Regions from separate parts of the Mus musculus genome. Here regions 1 and 3 are each linked to region 2. Evidence: chromatin contacts called from public HiChIP or PLAC-seq data. All regions are on one chromosome and are shown on one strand. The core of a region is the stretch at or near the end of the contact, and the rest is flanking DNA. Distances in the headings are between cores, read along the strand shown.

Region 1 (2,700 bases), core at 140-2,639, 63 kb after region 2:
AAGATTATATAACATTCCTGGAAAAATAGTGTTTGAAACCAAGGATTGCTACATAGCCCAGACTGGCCTCAAATTCACAATCATTTTTCCTCAGCCTCCAATCTCCAGGGATCTTTAGATTGTTGGGATTAAAGCCATGTAGCCCTAGGTTTGACTTCAGAAGTACTTTTTTTTGTATCACAACTAATTTCATGTATTGAGCATGATTTTGGTGAACATCAACTTAATTCAGAATTATTTTAAGTCTGCACAGGACCACAGTAATGTGAACATATATAACCTTTATCTGAAAGCAGGACAATAAGCTGGCCAAATTCCACAGAGTGAACTAATCACTGAAATGTGAACTTTGACCTGCTTCAGTCTGTTTACAACACAAAGTATTAAGTTTAGAAGTGTCAACTATTACTTATTCCACCTCTCCACGGATATTTCAATGCTTAAGTCCTTTCACCTAAATCACTTCATTTCTTTATCAAGACTAATGGATACAGGCAAATATTACAGGAAAGGAACTTTGATCTCTGAATTTATGTTACAGTTAAATCCCCAGATAGAAAGGCCAGGCACAGTTTACTGAAACCATATGAAATGGTTTTATACTGGAACTGTATAAAAGTAAAAAAAAAACAAAAATCAAAAACCAAACAAAAAATACCCTCTCTATTTACAAAACACCAGACTAAAACCAGATTCACTTGTCAGTGGGGAAAGGTATTCTTGGAGTCACCTCCTCCCGTTTAATTCCCTTGCTTCAAGAACTTAGGCCTTAAGTGGTGCTAAAAACAGTGAAGTGGAATGTCTAGAATCGAATTGGTATATTTTAGCTGGTATTATTAACCTAGCCCCAGGTGACTAAGGTCAATTAAACAAAATGGCACCAGCCCCTCAGAAACTGATCTTTAGATTGTAGCACAGAAGGTCACAGAAGATATCTATTAGGAATTCAAGAGTGTTCAGCCGCAACACTCTCGGTGAATTAGACACATAATTTTAGTCCTTAACAAGACTGCACTGCATAATGGATACTGCACCTCTGCTCCTGCCCTCTAATTCAGACTAGCCTGGGATTCGAGTACAAATTATCCAGGAAGCATCCTTGCAGGGAAAGAAATCCCGACCGGGCAAATGAGACACCCACCCAGGGCCAAAGGAAGCGAAGCACCAAGCACAGACATGTTCCCAGGAGGCAAAGGCTATGGTTGATACCTGTATTGAGTAACAGTCAGCACAGCCCGGGAATCTGACCCAAAGCCCGGCAAGTGCTGATTCAGGTAGGCCTCCAGGGACCTGAGGTCGAACTTGTGCTGGGGTAGCACTTCCACGGTGTCACTGGTGACATCCGTCTCCATGACCGCCACTGTTGTCACCGAGGAATCCACAGACTGTACGGAGGTTGCGCCAAGGCAGAAAGGAGACCGGCACTTGGGGGGGGGGGGGGGGGGGCGTGGTCGGGCGGGGCTTAGGAGAAGCCAATCACCGGGACTCTGGGCAGTGTTGCTGCAAAGCCATGTGGGAGGCGGAGTCTGGGACTCGGAGTCTGGTGGAGAAATAAAAGAATTGCCTGTTGTGGGACCAGACTTAGAATTTACCCTCAGCGTCAGAGCTGGAGTCCTCAGTCTTATAGAAAAACAAGGTCGCAAACGTGACTCTGGCGAATGAAGACAAACAGCTGTCACCCTAGACTAAGGACGCGCCAGCGGAAGACCTGTGCGGTCCGTGCAAGAAGAGAGTCCGCCAGAACCTTGAGCCTGCATTAAAAGACCCTGGTGTTTCTCATGGCCTCCTAGATAGGAAAGACGGAATGGCCGTCGACTTGATCTGGACACATATGATGCTGGCTCTGCTGAGACCTGGGTCTTGGTTCTAGAGAAGAAAGCTAAGTGTTTTGAGGAGTGTTTTTATTTATTATTATTATTTTTTTTTTTTTTTTACCGAGCGGAGCGATGGCGGCGGCGCACCGGAAGTGGCACGCCGGAAGCCCGGTGGGCGTGCCGGAGACGTGTCTTACTGGGAGCCTTGGAGCCGCTTCGCCGGTGTCTGGACCTGGAAGGCTGTGTCTGTTCCTCCTGCGCTTCGTGGGCCCAGCGAGGCAGCGTGGGGAGGCGGCGACGACGGCGACGGCGGCGGTCCGGCCTGGGATCGGAGGCCACCGGGAGCCCAGCCATGGCCGACTCGGTGGAGCGGCTGCGACAGCGGGTTGAGGAGCTGGAGCAGGAACTCGCCCGGGAGAGAACCCGGCGCTCTGGAGGGGACGGCCACTGCGGCCGGACCCGCATCCAGGAGATGAGCGACGAGGTGTTGGATTCCAATCCCTACAGGTGATCCATGACGGGGCGGGCAGGGCCACGCTCCGCGCGAGGGATTCAGCCGGCCTCCTGCCGCTCCTTTCCTGCTGTGGAGGTCCAGTTCCCAGATGGGCAAGGCCATGTCTTATGCTAGTCAGAAGATATTCTTCACCAAGCGAGTTGGCTCACGATTCATCGTAGCATTCGGGAGGGTGAGGTAGAGGGGGTTGTCGTGAGGTCCAGGTCAGTCTGGGCTACAGGAGTTGTAGGCCACTTTGGGCTGTGTAGTGAGACCCCTTTTTTTCTGCAAGGAAGGAAAATAACATTTTATTAAAAAAAAACAAACAATCCAAGCCATCCATCCATATGGTGGAGCTCTTCTGCCTGCTGTCCTGTACCCAGTTTCCTGTCA
Region 2 (2,700 bases), core at 74-2,573:
CCCAAGATTAAAAAGGTGGCCTTTCTGTATCAAAAGGAAATGAGATAGAGGGAGGTGAGGGCCCAGAGGCACAAGCTGAAAGGTCCACATGACACAGCTCTGAGTCCAGGCCTGTGGTAGATCCTGGCTTTCCCTCCACAGCCCCCAAGAAGAAACAGGATCTCTGGCCACACACCATCGAACACCATGAGCACACTTTCTGATGAAAAAGTTAAAGACTTTTAGGACTGAAAATAATTTGGTTTGAAAAATTTTTTAAATTTCCTAGCTATTTTTCCAATGGTATTCACACCATAAAATGACAATAAGAAACAGAGAAGACTGGGGTATATTTTATTCAATACAGTATTTCCAAAATATAATTCGATGTAGGCTCAATATGTAAAGGTATTATCTAGTAGATATTTTATATTATTTTCAGTTAAGTTTTCAAAATCCAGTATGTAAACACTTACTGTGTTTATTTGGATGCCAAATTTTGATTTAAAATATTTCTCTTTGTGACGAGATTTCAAAACATCCTTACTTGATAAAGCAGACCACCAACTCAAACCTTTCCAACTGTAGCTAACGGCTGTCCTCTGCTGTGCCGGTGACATTTCGATGCAGAGGGCTGTGGTGACCCACAGTGGCACTGCAGAGCTGTCAGAACATGTCTCGCCTGATCAGACCAGCTCCCAGGGAGCTGTGGAGCTCTGACATAGCACCGATTAGTTACGGATCTCCTCAGCTTTTTCTATGTAACCTAAGTGGCCTTGATCGCCTGTTCTCCTAACAGGCTACACTTCCTTGTGAGCTTTCACCTGCATGAGATTTCACCAGAACTACTTCCTGTTGGGTTAGAAAGAGGCTTATTGGGAACTCCGAAATCTTCAAGCTATTGCTTTCTCTGAGGTGCTAAATTAAGCTCCAAAACACTGCTAAAAGGGGTACAGCTGCAAGTATTTCAGAACAAGGTTATTTAGGCCTGGGGTGTCTATTCACTTGGCTGAATTCCAGAAATAGCTCTACCATTCTCAGTGTGACCTCATCACAGGTCATGTGTATAAAGTGAATGCTAACCCATTAGACACCAGACTCAATGGCAGTTATGGGGTTTCCTATTTACCTCACGTCTGTGTGATCCTTACTTAACATTATAAAACCCAGTGATCGAAATAGATGCTAAAATCTTTACCATGGGTGAATAATTAGCCTTGTGCTCAAACTACTCAAGAGATGTGAGATGTAAGTTTTGAGCTGGTCAAGAGTGTGCCCCGGGTTGCTCCATCACATCCTGGCTGTCAACCGTCTGGCTTGGTCCTGAAGCTCCATCTTGGCGATCGCTGAGAGGTGGACTTCGTCAGGGCCGTCTGCCAAGCGCAGGGTGCGTATGATGGCGTACCTGAGAGAATGGGGTCAGAGTTATCAGAGAGCACAACACCGTCATGTCATGCTCACTCCAAACCAAGGAAAAGGAACATGAAGAGAAAGGCCAAAGGCTTCTGAAGCTGCCATTTTAAAGATCTCAGCTCAGGGAGATTCAAGATGGCTACCCAGAGGCGAAGGTAACTCGGGACTATGTCAGGTTGGTAGCTGACACTATGGTGGGGGGGGGGGCGCGGAGATTCTTTCCTGTGACTAAGAACTTTGGTGGTAGAATCAGAGAGATCCACTGTTTCTATGGGCCATGCAAGAGTGGGGACATTGTGGCAGTTCAGAAGTAAAGCCAGAAGTGGGTGTGGCTTTCTTTGTGTGGGGGCACCCCAACAGTGAGAGCAGAAGGCCTTAGACTAGGCAGTAATCCCCACTGGGTGGAAGGACTTCCTCAGGGAAGGCTGCTGCGACTGGTGCTCCCGGCCTCAGCGGCGCAGAGGGACCAGGCATGGGCATATGCTGACCAGTCAGGGTCTCTGGTGCCTGGGAGGGAACTGAACCCAAGGACAGAAAGTTCCTCTCAACTCCCTTTTGCATTGCTCCACAGAAACACAGGCACACAAAGGAAGAGTACATTTGGGGCCCTGGGGACACTGAATGCATTTTAGGATACTCGGAGGCAAGGAAAAAAGTTCAGAGGATATAAAATTCATTTAATGAAATAATAAAGACAAATAGGACATCAAATAGACATGATCAGAAAAGACCTTCACCATGGCATAATATACTTAAACTGTCAAAGGTACAAAGGCAAAGTAGGAGTTGCAGCATCTGCAAGAGGAAAATGACAGCCACATGCAGGGGTGACCTTTCTAGACTAACAGCTTAGCTCTCAGCAGAAAACCCATAGGCCAGGAAGGAATGCATTCTAAGTCCTAAAAGGAGGTAACTGTGATACAAGACTATTATAACGCCCAGCAGAGCCAGCCTTTAGAAACGAAGGAGAATGGCTTTCCAAGGCAAGAAAAGCCCGGGGACTCTGACCATCAGGCCAGCCTTACAAATGACAAGTAAAAGAAAGCACTTCAGTTGGCTGAGGGTAGCTCTTTTGGCACAGTGACAATCTAGCATACAGGGGCCCTGAATTTGATTCCAGCACTGCATATAAAAGCCAGGCAAGATAGCACATGCCTGCAAGCCCAGGATTTAAGAGTTAGGGACAAGAGGGACATCAGAAGTCCAAGGTCTTCCTGTGCTACATAGCAAGGTGAGTTTGAGGCTAGCCTGGGCTATATAAATATTTTTTTTTGCTCCCATGCAGTCCATCCCTGCAGGTTGCATACG
Region 3 (2,700 bases), core at 151-2,650, 41 kb after region 2:
ATAGAAGGTCAGTGCCATTCATTGTGTTTGGTAATGAGTATATTAGGGAAGATGTTTATGGTGTCCTCATTCTGCCTACCTCATTATGACGCTACAGTTCTGAGAACCAAATCCTACCTGTGTTTACATGCCCGAGAAGGGTGGGTTCATCTTAAGCCATGCTAAAGAGATAGGAGGAGTAACTACTAATTACTCCTTTCATGAAATACTATACTTTTCCTTCCAAGAATTAACTGCCCCTAGCCCAGATTCCCGTGAGCTGAGCCACCTTGGGGTTTAGCTTGGTCTGCCCATCTTTCTGACTCAACTTTCCCCGTTCCTTCACTTTGGATGCTGGCCACTTTTTCTGGCACATTGTTTCCTTACTCTTCTCTGTCTACAGCCTCCCTCCCTGCCATGTGGCTGTCCGGTGCCATGTGGTGACTTTAATTATTCCTTAAGTGTGTCATGGCCTAGCTTTTCTTCTCCCCTCTGAGAAGCTCCTGAGACTTAGAACGTGACTGCCATGGGTCCCTTCCTTTGTAGGTATAATAACACTGCCCCCAAGCTTCCATTTGAGTCCACTTCTTAAAGTCTTTTAATAATGAGACCAGGAACTCCACAAGGGTCCCTGCATTTACCCGTATCATCTGGTGACCATGAAGAGACTCCCTTGAACTCTGGTAACGTCACCACTATGGCCTGTGTGTGCCCCCTACACCATGTTGCTTGTTCTGCCCGAATCGGAGTGCTAGTGTTCTTCACTGGTTTTCAAAAGGAAGAACTGGCGTGGTACAGTTTCAGAGATGGGTTATGTGTTCATTTTAGGCTACCTGGGGAGTTCCAAAAGCTCACAGAAATAGCCCTGCCAATCTTATTTTTTTTCTTGTTATGGAAAATACATAAAAATATAAACAAAAAGCCACCAAGAATTTCAGTAGCTCAAGGTACACAATGTTAGACGCTGCTGCAGTGCATGACAGAATATTATTTTCTAGACACGCCCATTTTGGTTTGGCACCTCAGTTGTAATAACATTGAAAAAAATTTAATGTTTTCCCTCTTTTATTTTGAGAAAATCTATTTACTTCTCTACAGATCATTCCAAATTATGTCCTGCAGCTGGGGATGAACTGTTCTGATCATCTACAGGATAAAACTACACAGGTTGTTACAAGTACTTGAATGAAGACATAGTGCATGCCATCAATGTGGGAACATAGATTTAAAAGCTCTGCCAACACCAAGTGGCTGTCCTTACCACACAAGCTTGGACAACCTTCACTTTCTACAGTCTGCCTGGGTTTTGTTTGTTTTTATGTTTACTGTGAACTCTTCGCACATATTTTAACAGCTGAGTGGCACTGGGCTCAGAGGCACTGCAACCTCACTCTGACCCCTCCCTTCCCTGCTGCAGTGTCACATTTACAGATGAAAGAGAAAGCATTTACAGATGAAAGAGAAAGCCCCTCTCTTCCCTCTGCCAATCTAGGCTTGTCCTTGGAATCTTGGGCTGGTTGCAGGCACGGGCATGTGGTGGGCAGGCTCTGACTAAGTGTGCATTCATAAGAATCAGATGGACTGATAAGGTGAGCTGGGCTCTCCATCTGGAACTCCACCAAGCAGACAAAAAGTGGAACAATACAGGGAGCTGCTCTAGCTCGCTCATGGTCTTGGAGCCTGACTTCCATGAGTGTTTTGTTGTTGTCGAGTGCTACGATAGCCTCTGCTTGGGACAGATGCAGCTGCTGTGTGTGGTGGAAGGGGATTGGCCCAAGAAGCCGGATATTTCTTCCAGCACCTTGAATTCTCTCTGCCCCTTGCTCTCCGTATCACCCAATCACCTATTTCTCCATTGTAGAAAAAGCCCACTTTCCTCTCAAGTTCTTTGAAAATGCAACATCTTCTATGATGGTCTGTTCTCTGTATGATCCATTCTGTCTTTCAAATCTACTTTGCAATGGCTTTTCTGGTGGACCACTTGTCTGTTCTCGCTAATTTAGTCCATGTCCTAAAATTTAATTGCCCTAAAGCTTCAATTGAATTTTATTTGAGGAAGGGTAATGGTGAATTCAGACTACCATATTGAATTAAAAGTGCTGTTTTCCCCTTTTGATACTCAAAAGTATAATTTTGAACTCAAAATTGGACATACACTAGCTAGGGCAGAACTACTCAGTATCAATGGAGAGGTGACAATTTGAGAATTAATATTTGAGTATTTTTAAAGAAACTGTATCCCTCTCTCTGCTAAATGCTCATATCAAGATATTTACCAATACGGCACCTAGACCTATAACTGAATAACACTAATGCTCCTATCAACACATCTTACTTCTGAACATTGCTGAGAGAATCTTGTCTTTTGAGCTCTTCATTTGACTCTAGTCCAGCTCTAGACCCTCAGAATCTTAGGCAGTTACAGTGAGATTTACTGTACGTGAGACTTACTCATGTTGCAGAGGAAAACTGAGGCCACACAAACTACTCAGCACAAGGCCACCAACCTCCACCAGGCCTGGGCTGGAACTAAGCCTTGACAGTCGCCTCACATACATACACCCTGGCCCTCGCATACTGTCAAAAGTGTGTCTTCCTTTTCTTCACGGCATTATCTTCTCTTCGTCACCTGTCTTTCTACAGGGGTGTAAACCCCGTCTGTCTTGTTTTTATTTCCAGCAGCTCTTCAGGTGTCCAGTCTGTCGTAAGGTACCCAGTACA

Evidence for each region. HiChIP or PLAC-seq counts read pairs in DNA pulled down with a chosen protein or histone mark.
Region 1: an H3K27ac HiChIP or PLAC-seq map of embryonic stem cells shows a contact between it and region 2, with 13 read pairs. The contact joins the promoter of Acad11 here to the promoter of Ackr4 in region 2. A contact is called at or near these places in 1 of 39 promoter capture datasets (liver), 1 of 15 datasets of contacts at CTCF or cohesin (pro-B cells), 22 of 484 Hi-C or Micro-C datasets (the 3T3-L1 cell line, 3T3-L1-derived adipocytes, Sertoli cells and 7 more), 11 of 115 datasets of contacts at active chromatin or transcription factors (the SCID.adh cell line, bone marrow-derived macrophages, embryonic forebrain and 2 more) and 4 of 9 other capture datasets (adipose tissue, embryonic stem cells, liver and 1 more).
Region 3: a contact with region 2 is called in an H3K27ac HiChIP or PLAC-seq map of embryonic stem cells, with 15 read pairs. The contact joins the enhancer-like site here to the promoter of Ackr4 in region 2. A contact is called at or near these places in 7 of 39 promoter capture datasets (the C10 cell line, the HPC-7 cell line, cranial neural crest and 4 more), 1 of 15 datasets of contacts at CTCF or cohesin (CD8 T cells), 17 of 484 Hi-C or Micro-C datasets (8-cell embryo, embryonic fibroblasts, embryonic stem cells and 8 more), 3 of 115 datasets of contacts at active chromatin or transcription factors (embryonic fibroblasts and embryonic stem cells) and 3 of 9 other capture datasets (adipose tissue, liver and pancreatic islet).

The regions. Positions count from the first base shown.
Region 1 is chr9:104,062,413-104,065,112 of GRCm38.p6, reverse strand. It overlaps Acad11 (acyl-Coenzyme A dehydrogenase family, member 11), which reads right to left and starts at 1,389. Exons shown (of 20, transcript NM_175324.4): 1 at 1,210-1,389. The coding sequence starts at 1,352. Uba5 (ubiquitin-like modifier activating enzyme 5) reads left to right here and starts at 1,992. Exons shown (of 12, transcript NM_025692.3): 1 at 1,992-2,321. The coding sequence starts at 2,167.
Region 2 is chr9:104,125,266-104,127,965 of GRCm38.p6, reverse strand. Ackr4 (atypical chemokine receptor 4) reads left to right here and starts at 1,323. Exons shown (of 3, transcript NM_145700.2): 1 at 1,323-1,547. Acad11 (acyl-Coenzyme A dehydrogenase family, member 11) reads right to left here. Exons shown (of 20, transcript NM_175324.4): 20 at 310-1,384. The coding sequence ends at 1,270.
Region 3 is chr9:104,084,726-104,087,425 of GRCm38.p6, reverse strand. All of the region lies in intron 9 of Acad11 (acyl-Coenzyme A dehydrogenase family, member 11), which reads right to left. Among named protein-coding and RNA genes, the nearest start is that of Acad11, 22 kb to the right of the region's middle. Within about 2 kb of position 1,400, at least 27 of the 459 cell types and tissues checked have an H3K27ac peak or open chromatin away from gene starts, as enhancers often do. A contact at or near this core is called in embryonic stem cells, morula, stem cell-derived epiblast-like cells and 1 more, where this site is marked.